Regions from separate parts of the Ostrinia nubilalis genome. Here region 1 is linked to region 2. The links are chromatin contacts, called in public Hi-C maps. All regions are on one chromosome and are shown on one strand. The core of a region is the stretch at or near the end of the contact, and the rest is flanking DNA. Distances in the headings are between cores, read along the strand shown. Region 1 holds the start of LOC135077175. Region 2 holds the start of LOC135077561 (17S U2 SnRNP complex component HTATSF1-like).

Evidence for each region. Hi-C and Micro-C count contacts between places; a contact is called where the count stands out from the background.
Region 1: a contact with region 2 is called in a Hi-C map of whole body, with 6 times the contacts expected there. The contact joins the promoter of LOC135077175 here to the promoter of LOC135077561 in region 2. A contact is called at or near these places in 2 of 5 Hi-C or Micro-C datasets (both in whole body).

What each region holds. Positions count from the first base shown.
Region 1 is chr13:8,815,000-8,820,721 of ilOstNubi1.1, reverse strand. It overlaps LOC135077175, which reads right to left and starts at 3,966. Exons shown (of 3, transcript XM_063971723.1): 1 at 3,720-3,966; 2 at 3,424-3,636; 3 at 2,929-3,340. The coding sequence starts at 3,822. The coding sequence ends at 3,153. It overlaps LOC135077253 (vacuolar protein sorting-associated protein 8 homolog), which reads left to right and starts at 4,434. Exons shown (of 13, transcript XM_063971791.1): 1 at 4,434-4,657. The coding sequence starts at 4,568. LOC135077580 (leukocyte receptor cluster member 8 homolog) reads left to right here. Exons shown (of 5, transcript XM_063972131.1): 5 at 1-513. The coding sequence ends at 41.
Region 2 is chr13:8,626,796-8,631,914 of ilOstNubi1.1, reverse strand. It overlaps LOC135077561 (17S U2 SnRNP complex component HTATSF1-like), which reads left to right and starts at 2,845. Exons shown (of 4, transcript XM_063972109.1): 1 at 2,845-3,089; 2 at 3,418-3,660; 3 at 4,006-4,170; 4 at 4,259-4,539. The coding sequence starts at 2,976. The coding sequence ends at 4,396. It overlaps LOC135077562 (gamma-aminobutyric acid receptor-associated protein), which reads right to left and starts at 2,546. Exons shown (of 1, transcript XM_063972110.1): 1 at 1,765-2,546. The coding sequence starts at 2,396. The coding sequence ends at 2,040. LOC135077563 (nucleoprotein TPR) reads left to right here. Exons shown (of 14, transcript XM_063972112.1): 14 at 1-231.

The sequences.
Region 1 (5,722 bases), core at 2,717-5,216, 190 kb before region 2:
TAGATTGCAAGGCCACTCATGCAACTTTAGGCAGTATATAACATTTTGTGCTTGATAAAAGCGATCGTAATAGTCGTATCATTATGTCGTGTTGTTGCGTGGTGATGTAATGACCACGCGCCGCAGGGTTCACCACTTTTGCAGCATTATTGTCCTGATTGGTGTCATTCGCAGCATTATTTCATCAGCTTAAACAGGATCAAGCGGCAAACTATCAACACAACATTGAGTTACTACAGCAGAAGATTGCATCAATTATCAAGAAATCGACTTCGCAAGAAACACGGTCGCGCAAGTTTCAGTGTCTAAATATGAACAATATTAATGAAGTTACAGTGCTAACAAAGGACTAAAAGACAATTTTTATGTGTTATTATATGAACTCTCTTATTTCTTCAGAAGATGTAAATATATACCAGTTGTAAATGTTCATTTTAGTACTATTTTAGTTGCATGTAATTATTATTATACACAAATTGTAATAATTAGTGTTAATATAAATCATTTTTTAAAGATGTTGTTCTTATTTCTTTATCAAAATTAAATTCTAAAAAGGGACACACAATAACATTATTTAAAAATATCATAGATCATCTCGTGGCGAAAAATGGAACTAATATACATGAAAGAAGAACGGTCATCTGTGACCCAGACCCGATAGAAACGAGACATTACCTCAGTTTTTTTGTTAGTTCTTAAAGTTAAATTATACAGGCTGTCTCAAAAAGTAGTGTCAAGCCGAAGCCCAGAGTTAATAGAGCATCACACTAGGGCTAACTATTCAAATCCCCCACGTATGTTCCGCGATTTTTGATAGTTTTCGAGTTATGATTGTTTTTTTCTATGCTTAGGCACTTTTTTGGTCACTGTGGCGCAAATAGGTGTGCGTCAGAATGGGACGGTCACTACCACCCATATTTTACATCGAAACAAATATTGAAAGTTGCTTCCCAGTTGGTACTAATCGTTAAATAGGTGTTTCCTTCGATTTAAAGAAAATAATCTACTTTCTTAGGTGACGCGCCATCCTAGCATCAGAATGGCTGGTCACCTATCCAGCGAGAACAAACTGCGCTAGTTAAAAGAGTTTATTTTAACCAACAGTTGCTACTAACTGCTACCTTCATTCTGTTGGCGTTGAGATATCGAAAAAGTAAATACATAATTACTTTTTAGCCTTAAAAGCTATTGAGCTCCTAGACGTGGTATATGAAGGTAGCAGTTAGTAGCAACTGTTGGTAAAAAACAAACTCTTTTAACTAGCGCAGTTTGTTCTCGCTGGATAGGTGACCAGCCATTCTGATGCTAGGATGGCGCGTCACCTAAGAAAGTAGATTATTTTTCTTTAAATCGAGGGTAGCAACTGGGAAGCAACTTTCAATATTTATTTCGATGTAAAATATGGGTAGTGACCGTCCATTCTGACGCACACGCAAATAGTCAAATTACCTACATGCCTAATTTTTTATTATTATTAGATTAATACTAGGCCTACCTAATTCAGAAGTAGGTATTTACATCCAAAACACGAATGTAAACTAAAATCCTGTATGTTGTAAGTAAAGAAAAAACAACGAAAGCTATCAAAAGTCACGGTGTACGAACATATTTCCAACTTCTCGTTTTTTTTTTTATCCGAATCGCGCTTTCTTGTCCCAATTTTTAGAAAAAGTGGTGTGACTGAGTCTGACAATGCTACTCGCGTGAAGGGTGGTGCAGTTGTTGTACCACCCATTTCATTGAAAGATAAATTAACTGAAATTAGGTAGGTAAATGATAGATTATTTGTAACATGGATAAGTATTTATTTTTTTCTTAACATAATGAAGGTACATAATTACATCTTTTTCAGTTATTTCAAATAATATATATGGGTCATTCCATGAAAATCTGTATATTTTCGACGTCATTTTGTCCTAAACTTTTTTAAGATGCTTTTGAATACTTTATTAGTGTAAATTATAGTTTATTTGGTGTAATATACGTTTAAATAGATTATTCGTTAATTAAAACAAAGGATCAAGTTGATGTTTCTATAAATATAGGTTCCAAAACACAAACTTTTGGAGTACGGACATGCCTAGGGAATGACGTTATGGGTTATTTAAAAGGAAAATAAGATGTTTTAAAGATAGTTTTAAAAAATATAAATGGGTGATGAATAAAACACATTGCGAGCTGTTATTTAACAATTTTGGAATAAAATATTAACAAATATTTCATGTGAAATGTGGCGCGGACTAAGAGTTGACATATTTTTGTGGAATGACCCATATATTTTTAATAATACTTAATAAACAATATAATTCTAACATTAAATCAAAGTAAAGGGGGTTTTTGCTTAAAATTAAATGATCCATTTAAAATGTATAGTAGGTACACTTATAGGCTATCACATGACATTATGGCATTGCTGACCTTAAGTTAACACCATTCAGTCCTTTGTCACACACACTCATATTAATAACAGACCAAACACCGAGATTCAAGACGCAATGTACATTTAAAGTAATTGTAATTTTTTTCTAAATGTTACTTTTGCATTAAATTAATTAAACATAATATAGGTACTTATCATTTTCAGATCCTTTAGTCTTATTAGGTCACAGTAGGTAATTTATTTTAACAAGGTTTGCTCACTGCTGGACCAGTACTAAAATTATAGGCTTTATTAGCATTTGATAGTAAAGCCTAGACTGTTTGTATTATTTGTTTTCTTCTATTACCATATCTAGCAGTCATTAATTACCCATTACGTAATATACAAGATGTCCCAAATACAATGGATAACCATGCAACCATTCATAGGCCTCATGATCTCTAATATAAAATTTTGACCTTAGTAGAAATATCAGTTTTCAAGATTTTTTAGAAAATTGCCACCTGAAATTAGTTTTTCTCATGCAATTCAACAAACTAGGTAAAGTATTATAAAAAGAAGTAGAAAAAAAGAAAAATGTAATTCATTGTCTTAAATTGCAATAGCAGGTGGCAATTTTCTAAAAATTTAAAAATCTTGAAAACCTTATAGTATTAACAGGTCAAAATTTTATAATTGAGAGACCATACTGAGGCTTATTGATGGTACAAGGTTATCCATTATTTTTAGAACATCCTATATCACAATAAACACATTTTAATGACAACTTAGCTTAAAAATGTGGTAAACAAACTTTACCAGCAAATAACTCTGATATCACAGTTATCCACAAAGAAAGAACAAATAATATATATGATATCCCAACTTGATGACTGTTAGGAAGCTGGTATGGTTGGCCACCAATTTCATCAACATGAAAGCCCATTGGAAATATTACAGCTGCCAAACAAAACACCACCACTGAAAAGAATGTACCAATCAATTAGACTCATGTAAAATTATTGAAATAAAGGAATTACCTATGTTACAAAATGATTTCATACTTGCTGCAAATCCCACCCATCTTGCATAAGGAATCACATTACGATCAAAATGACTTGAAGCCAGCAATATAACAGTTGTAGTTATACATATACAGCCAATAAATATACAGATCAAAGCAAGTAACCACTCTGGTTGTAGATCTGGAGTGAAACAAACTTGTGGTCTGTTGTACAGTGTTATGCATGACCACATTAAACCAAGACGGGTATCACCTAAAAAAACAAACAATCATTAGTCATTAAGATGGGAAAGTTACAAAGAACAAAAATATCACAATCTCGGCTAGTATAAATACCTCCAACATCGGTGATTATCCAGTCGGGCATAGCTAGGCTTACAATAGCAAAAACATCGGCTGCCATAAATAGGGTTCCAGATATTACAGTGAGTTTGTCCATTTTTAGGGTGTTACAAATCAAAAATTTGGTCAGAGGGAAGGTTAAAGAATATTCAACATTATTATTGGTAACGATTCTTCCAGATAATCGTATCACAAATCCCAAAAGCCTTGTTAACAATAGAAGGAAATCGCAGAAGCCAAGGATCTGTCCGTCAATATTCCGTATTTCCGTCATTTACCAAATGTCATTAATGTCATGTGTGTCAAGCAACTTTTATTTTTTAATCGATTATCAGGCCAAGGTCAACGACTATACTGCGCGCAAAATGATGTTACAACTAGTACTATCGGCCACATTTCCGGTCATGTCGTCTCGTTCTATCGCAAAGAATCACCATTTGGTGAGAGCGAGAAAAAAAACGGAAATGGGTAGCTGTGGCCCGCGTATATACACTATTGTCTTTACCTTTTTACATTATCTTTGTTAATATCAATATGTGATACAATATGAACTGTGATACGATCATAGTACGATTTGATACGATAGTGTTAATGATATTACTAACAAGTTTGACATATTTGACATAATAAAACGATCGGCAAAATAATAATGAACTGACTGATCATCGGAATTCGGACAAAATTGAGTTTTTATTTAATAAAATAAGTTTAACTGTGTATGTTACTTTTCAGTGTTAGTTCAATAAATTATATTCTTAAATATTTTACTAGTTTTATGAACAATTAGTACAAATAGGCAGGAAACTGTTGATAAATTACATTATTCCTTTGATAGTGTCATTATGGATTTGTTAAAAACACCCTCTATACAATCTTTATTAGATTCCGATTTAGAATCAGTTGAGAGTCTTCAATATCTGGATATCGAAGAAGTAAGTATTATCATAGTAACTTACAGAACTCAAGTGTATGTAGCAAGTAAAAACTATGACTGATCCGCCCCCAATGGTTAACTAAATAGAATAAAAGGTCCGGGAGTACCAAAGGGGGTCCATTAAAATAACACTTAATTATTTTTTTTCGAAAATAGCAAATAACATAGTGATCAAAAAAAGATAGACTGATTTTTAAAAAAAAATTAGGTTTTCTGACACTTAGAAAAATTTTGACGACTTTAGTATGGAGTTTAGACAGCCGAATTTTCGAGCGTAATTTGTATGGAGCTGGGACTTGTAATATTTTTCGCTTTTCACTTAGTGTAGCAAGGGGGGTCTGAGAACATATCTTCTCATTTTATTTTCAACAAATTACTTCACAATAAACAATTTGGTTTTACCAAAGGTAGAAGTACTACTGACGCTGGAGTAGCACTACTGAAACACGTCTTTGATGCTTGGGAGAGTAAAAAAGACGCTGTTGGTATTTTTTGTGACCTTTCAAAAGCGTTTGATTGTGTAGACCACCAAACCTTACTAAAAAAATTGCGACATTATGGTGTTTCGGATGAGGCACTTGATCTGTTGAACTCGTATCTCACAGGCAGAAAGCAAAAAGTTTGTATTAATGGAACTGAGTCTTCTGGAGCACCTCTTACCATGGGTGTGCCGCAGGGATCGATATTGGGACCTTTGCTATTTCTTATTTATATTAATGACCTTCCCTACTTTGTAAAAGATCTATGTGATATTGTGTTATTTGCTGATGACACATCTCTCATTTTCAAAGTTGATAGAGGTAAAGTAAACCTTGATGATATAAATGACACACTCTCACAGGTTTTGCATTTTTACTGTTAACAACTTATTGTTAAATGCAAACAAAACTAAGTGCATTAAATTTACCTTACCTAATGTGAGGCAGGTTCCCACACAATTGATGGTGAAGAATGAACCATTAAATAGCATAAGTTCCACAACATTCTTGGGAATCACTTTAGACTCTAAACTTCAGTGGGGTCCTCATATTGAAACCTTGTCAGCAAGGCTCAGTTCAGCTGC
Region 2 (5,119 bases), core at 1,596-4,095:
TGTTCGCCGTATACGGCTATTAAATCTACTTTAAAAAATACGATATTTTCCCTTGTGTATCGAAATACGTATTTTTTGCACCAGGCTGTATTTTCATGTAGTCTTAATATTATGTTAGTAACTTAAGTAAATTGTTTAATAAAAAATGCATCAGGAAGTAGTATTTAAGTAAAACATTTCCATTTAATAATTACATTTATGTAGGATACAATAAAAATCCTTAGAAACGAATGGCGTTATTTTTTAATTAGTCCTTTAGTACCTATGTCCGTATTGTCCGTCCATTTCCAAAATACAAGTAAGGTAGTATGTTCCTATTTGTGGAAAGGATTCAATCCGGAAGGAGCAGCATCATGCGTTATAATGCAACGATAGCCCAACGGTGAATGGGTCGGACTGGCCGCCGACTGAGATCCGAGGAACGCGGGTTCGAATCCCACCGCCTCTCTACTATTGTGGTGAGCCCACTCGTAACACAACACAAGCATTATATCTTACCACGAGGGGAACAGCAGGCGTATAGGTAGAGTAAATAGTATGAGAACACACGTGTGAAATAGTTTTCCATCGTGGTCTCTCATAAAACTGGGACCCTTCTGACCCACCGCACTACCAAACCACACTACCAGACCAGTAGTGTCGTGGGGAATATTTTTTCCCTTCTACACTACCAAGCCAGTAGTGTGTGGTAGTGTCGTGGGGTGGGTACTTACAGCTTCATACTAACCTACCTAATATTTTTTTGTCCTCTTATAATTTATGCAAATGGCAGTTTACGTTTCTCTCTCTTCGGGAATCCTCCGTAAACATGCATATAAGTGCGTGCGAACGAAATGGAACAGTGGTCGTAAAGGAATATTGTGGGTCAATAGAAAATAGAGATACCTGCTTGCGAGTGTAGCAGCAGAAAATCAAGAAAAGAAAAAAATTTACAATGGTTACCATGATGGTGATGCATGTTACACAAAGCAAAACAATAATAGAAGGACCGCAGGTACTCAGCAAGACCAAGCACGTCACCCATTTATTTGCAGTTACCTGTGAATTCTAACATTCATTTGCAACCTTATTCCCTAGTCTTAGGGTTCAAAATCATGTTATTTTTTACTTTTTTTTAAAGGGCCACCCTTGATATGCCCAAGCCTCGGCAGGTTAAAAGCGCGACCTCGTGCCATGGCACATGGCACCTTGGGTTGATAAAACTCGTTAATTCGGTCATGTCTTTTCTGTGAAGCCAAGGTAGCTGCTGGCTACGAAAGAAGCGTTGCGTCGCCTGCATATGCAGCAACTTGTTTTCCTTCTTTTCCATTCTATGTACTCTTTGACTATCTTTAGACATAGTACTCTCTCATTGTTCATAAAATGAAAAAAAAAATACATCTTCAGGATCAGTCATAGGTAGATACACAGAGCACGTATGGGTAGATAAAAGAAAATAATGAGAATATACTGCTTGTAGTTTGATGAGATTTTCCTTTAACCCTTAATTTGCATACTTGTCTACCTATTTACATTGCGCAATATTTAATTACCTGAAAACAATGTTGTTTTCCATAATTTGGCAGTTCAAGTAGATAGGTAAGTATTTAAAAAATAAACCTAGTTCATAATAATGTGTGATTAATTACTTAGGTGTTGTTATCTGTAAGAATGCCATAGCAAATGTAATAGTACCTGTTTAAACAGATGTTTAGAATGTAGGTACCTATCACCCAAAATTTTCATTGATTTTAGGAACAAACGTAAAAAAATAAAAGAAGTAAATGTGTTTTTATGTTTATTATTTAATACAGAAATAATCACACTCCTAAACCAAACAAAGAGATTAAAACATTGCAATATTATCTTCACATATTTGTTTTTTTAAATTTAATCATCATTGATTTTACAAAGTCGTAAGTGGAATTGCAAATTAAAAATAATTATCACCATTGTAACATAATACATCGATCATTAAACTAAACCTTAAAACTAAAGTGTCACCATAAGGTAATTAGTATAGTAATTTTAGATATAATAATGGTAATAAAATTGTGGAATTAGAAAGATCCATACACGTTTTCATCAGAGAAAGCTATGTAAAGGAAAAAATCTTCGTCATGATGTTCCTGGTAGAGCGATCCCATGGTGGCGGACGTCGGAGGAATAACATTGTTCACAAAAAAGAACAGCGCGTCCTCGGGTCGCAAGTGAATGCGCTTCCTGATCAGGAAGTAAAACTGACCAACAGTTAGATCAGACGGCACCAAATACTTCTTTTTGTCGAGGTCCCCCAATCTAGCCTTCGGGGCTTTCTCAACAATGACAGGAACACGGTCAGGATACTTCCTGCGTATCTTCTCTCCTTCAGTCTTCCTTTTCTCGAAAGAATGTTCTTCTTTATATTGGAATTTCATTTTGATTTTTTAAACACTCGGTAATTTCCAAAATGAACAATAGCACAAGAATGGAGATACTGCGACTTGTTTTTTGTTTTTGCGTTATTGTCTATAAATCCAATGACGCAATCAGCTGATATGACAATGCAAGCAAGGAAATGAGCTTGCGTGCTTGTAGCAGGTACCAAAGATATGATAATGCGTGGTTAGATCTTTTGACGGCGATGCTAGCGACCCCCTAAAATGTTTTTGTTACTCACTTACTTGTTTAGCTACACGGTAAAGAACATTAATAATTTAGCTCTTTTTGTTGTGCGTGTTAAACTTAAAGAAAGCCAAAAAAGGCAAGAATGATAAAGAGCAAAATATTTGATAAAAAAGAAACTAGTAAACGATACGATCATGATACGACTCCATGTTTAAATGTCAAGCTACAATTGTCTACAGTCGACTTCGTTTTTGTCTATGCTTAATCCGTTGCTTGCTTTTTCTCGTTCGTTGAATGGGCTTGTTTTTCATATTCTCCTACCTTGTAATTACAAACGGCGTGGGTTTTGCACCATTTCATCTTACTAGAATATTATAAGAGTTTCAAACATGCGTAAACGTAAGTCATTGAAGAAAGATGACGAATCCGATGGATCAGACGGAGGAGTGGAACCAGAAGAGTTCCAAGATTCAGGAGAAGATTGGACGCCGGATGCCGATTCGGTAATACCTAATTTATGTTTGTTTCTGTGAATTTTTAATACGTTGCTTCTCGATTTATTGGTTATTAATGGTTAACTGGATAGTTAAATAAAGCTATTTGTTATCAATAATTATTTTTCAAAATAATTCCCTAAAAGTAGGCACAGAGGTTATGAAAGTAGTGATTGTACTGTACTGCGTTATTCATAGATTAGGTACCTTAATAGCTTTTCTCATTGTCTTGCATACCCTAAATTAAAATAATAATCATTTACTATGTGGACAGATGTTGTCACTTTGTAACATTGTTATGATTCAAAATAATAAAATACATTAATATGGTTTGCAGAATGAACAGCCAGCTAGGGCAGGGCGGAAGCGTACATCTAAGGGATCCCTAAACAACTCTAAAAAGAAGCGCAAAAATGACGAATCATCCGAGGAGAGTGAAGGTGAAGGAGAGGAGGATGAGGAGGGGGAGGACGACGAGGGCGAGCTGGACGAGGAGGAGGGCTCGGACGAGGAGAAGAATGGATCAGACGGAAACAAATCTGACTCCAGCCAATCTAAAGATGTACCAAAGCATTTCCATGTAAGTTTATTTATCCATTTAACAAAAGACAGCTATAAAGAGCATAGTATTACAATATAATAATACTACTGAGGCCACTGATATTCAACAGTGAAGACTACACCAATAGACTTAAATATCTTTACCAAGGTAAAGCTTAAGTCATATTATATACCTATGAAAAAATAATAACATTCAAATAAATTAGGTATGTTATTAGTAGAAGCATAATAGGCAATAATATATGGTTTCAGTTATAAAATAACCCTCCTTTTGCTTTGCCGTAGTCGGGTAATAATATATTTTTTGCAAAAATTTTTGTGTGCATTACAATATTAATGTTAAAACGTTTTTCATTTATTCCAGTCTGGAAATTTTGTATTGTTGAAGTCTGATGTTAAATGGGATGGAGACACAGTAATATCAAAACTGGATGAACTAAACTTGTGGAAAATTGATGGAAAAGCATTACTCCAGAAATTTATTCCCATGGAATCTAATGGAAAAATTTTACACAAGTGCACCTGTGTGGTATGGTTCTTTTACCTAACTTACATTTTATATTTTAGAAATATTTTTCTATGCAATGAAGTAATTAATTACATTAATTTTGTTTCAGTATTCTGGATGGAATGTCGACAACAGAGAAAATTATTACCCTATTACTGAAATTTTGGATAGGAATCCACGCACAGAGTCTAAGGAAATATGTGTAGCTCTAGATCTTAATGATCTTATCAAAGTAAGGGATAAGTAACTTCATGGTGTTTTTACTTAATTCAATTAGATAAGTGGAAATAAATTTATCAAATAAAAGTTTCCTTTGGCACTTCATTCCAGTTTACTTTATGTAATTCAAACATTTTATATAAAATGGGGATTAAATGAATGTTCAGTACACTAAGTAGTATTAATTAACAGCTTTTGTGTATCTTTTTCCTCTGAATCTATTTAGAGTAGTTTATCAATTTGCCATTTTGTGCAATCTAGCTTTTAATTTTGTAGGTCTTTGACATCAACTACAATAGTAGCTGAAAAACACCTAACACCTTAGATGTATTAATCTATGCATAACACAATTCTAATTTATTGTTGTAATCTGTTCCTAGAAGCTCCATTTAAGACCCAGTATCTCCAGCTCCCAAAAGAGTTCCAAAATTATTTAGTTTGAATAACATTTATTTATCCTACTAATATTATAAATGCGAAAGTTTGTAAGGATGTAATTGTATGTTTACTCTTTCATGCCAAAACTACTCAACGGATTTTGATGAAACTACAGTAGGTAATCAGAACATTTAAAAGCTTTAATTTAAAACATAACGATCTGTGACAAACTGAATGAGGGCTATCGTTTTAGCGCCCACCAGTTGGCGCCACTGTAGAGTAAGGTCCTGTCACTTGCTAGTCGCGAAGACAGTGGCGCCAACTTCTGAGCTCTAAAGTGGTACGAGGACTATCGCATTTGCACTCATCAAGA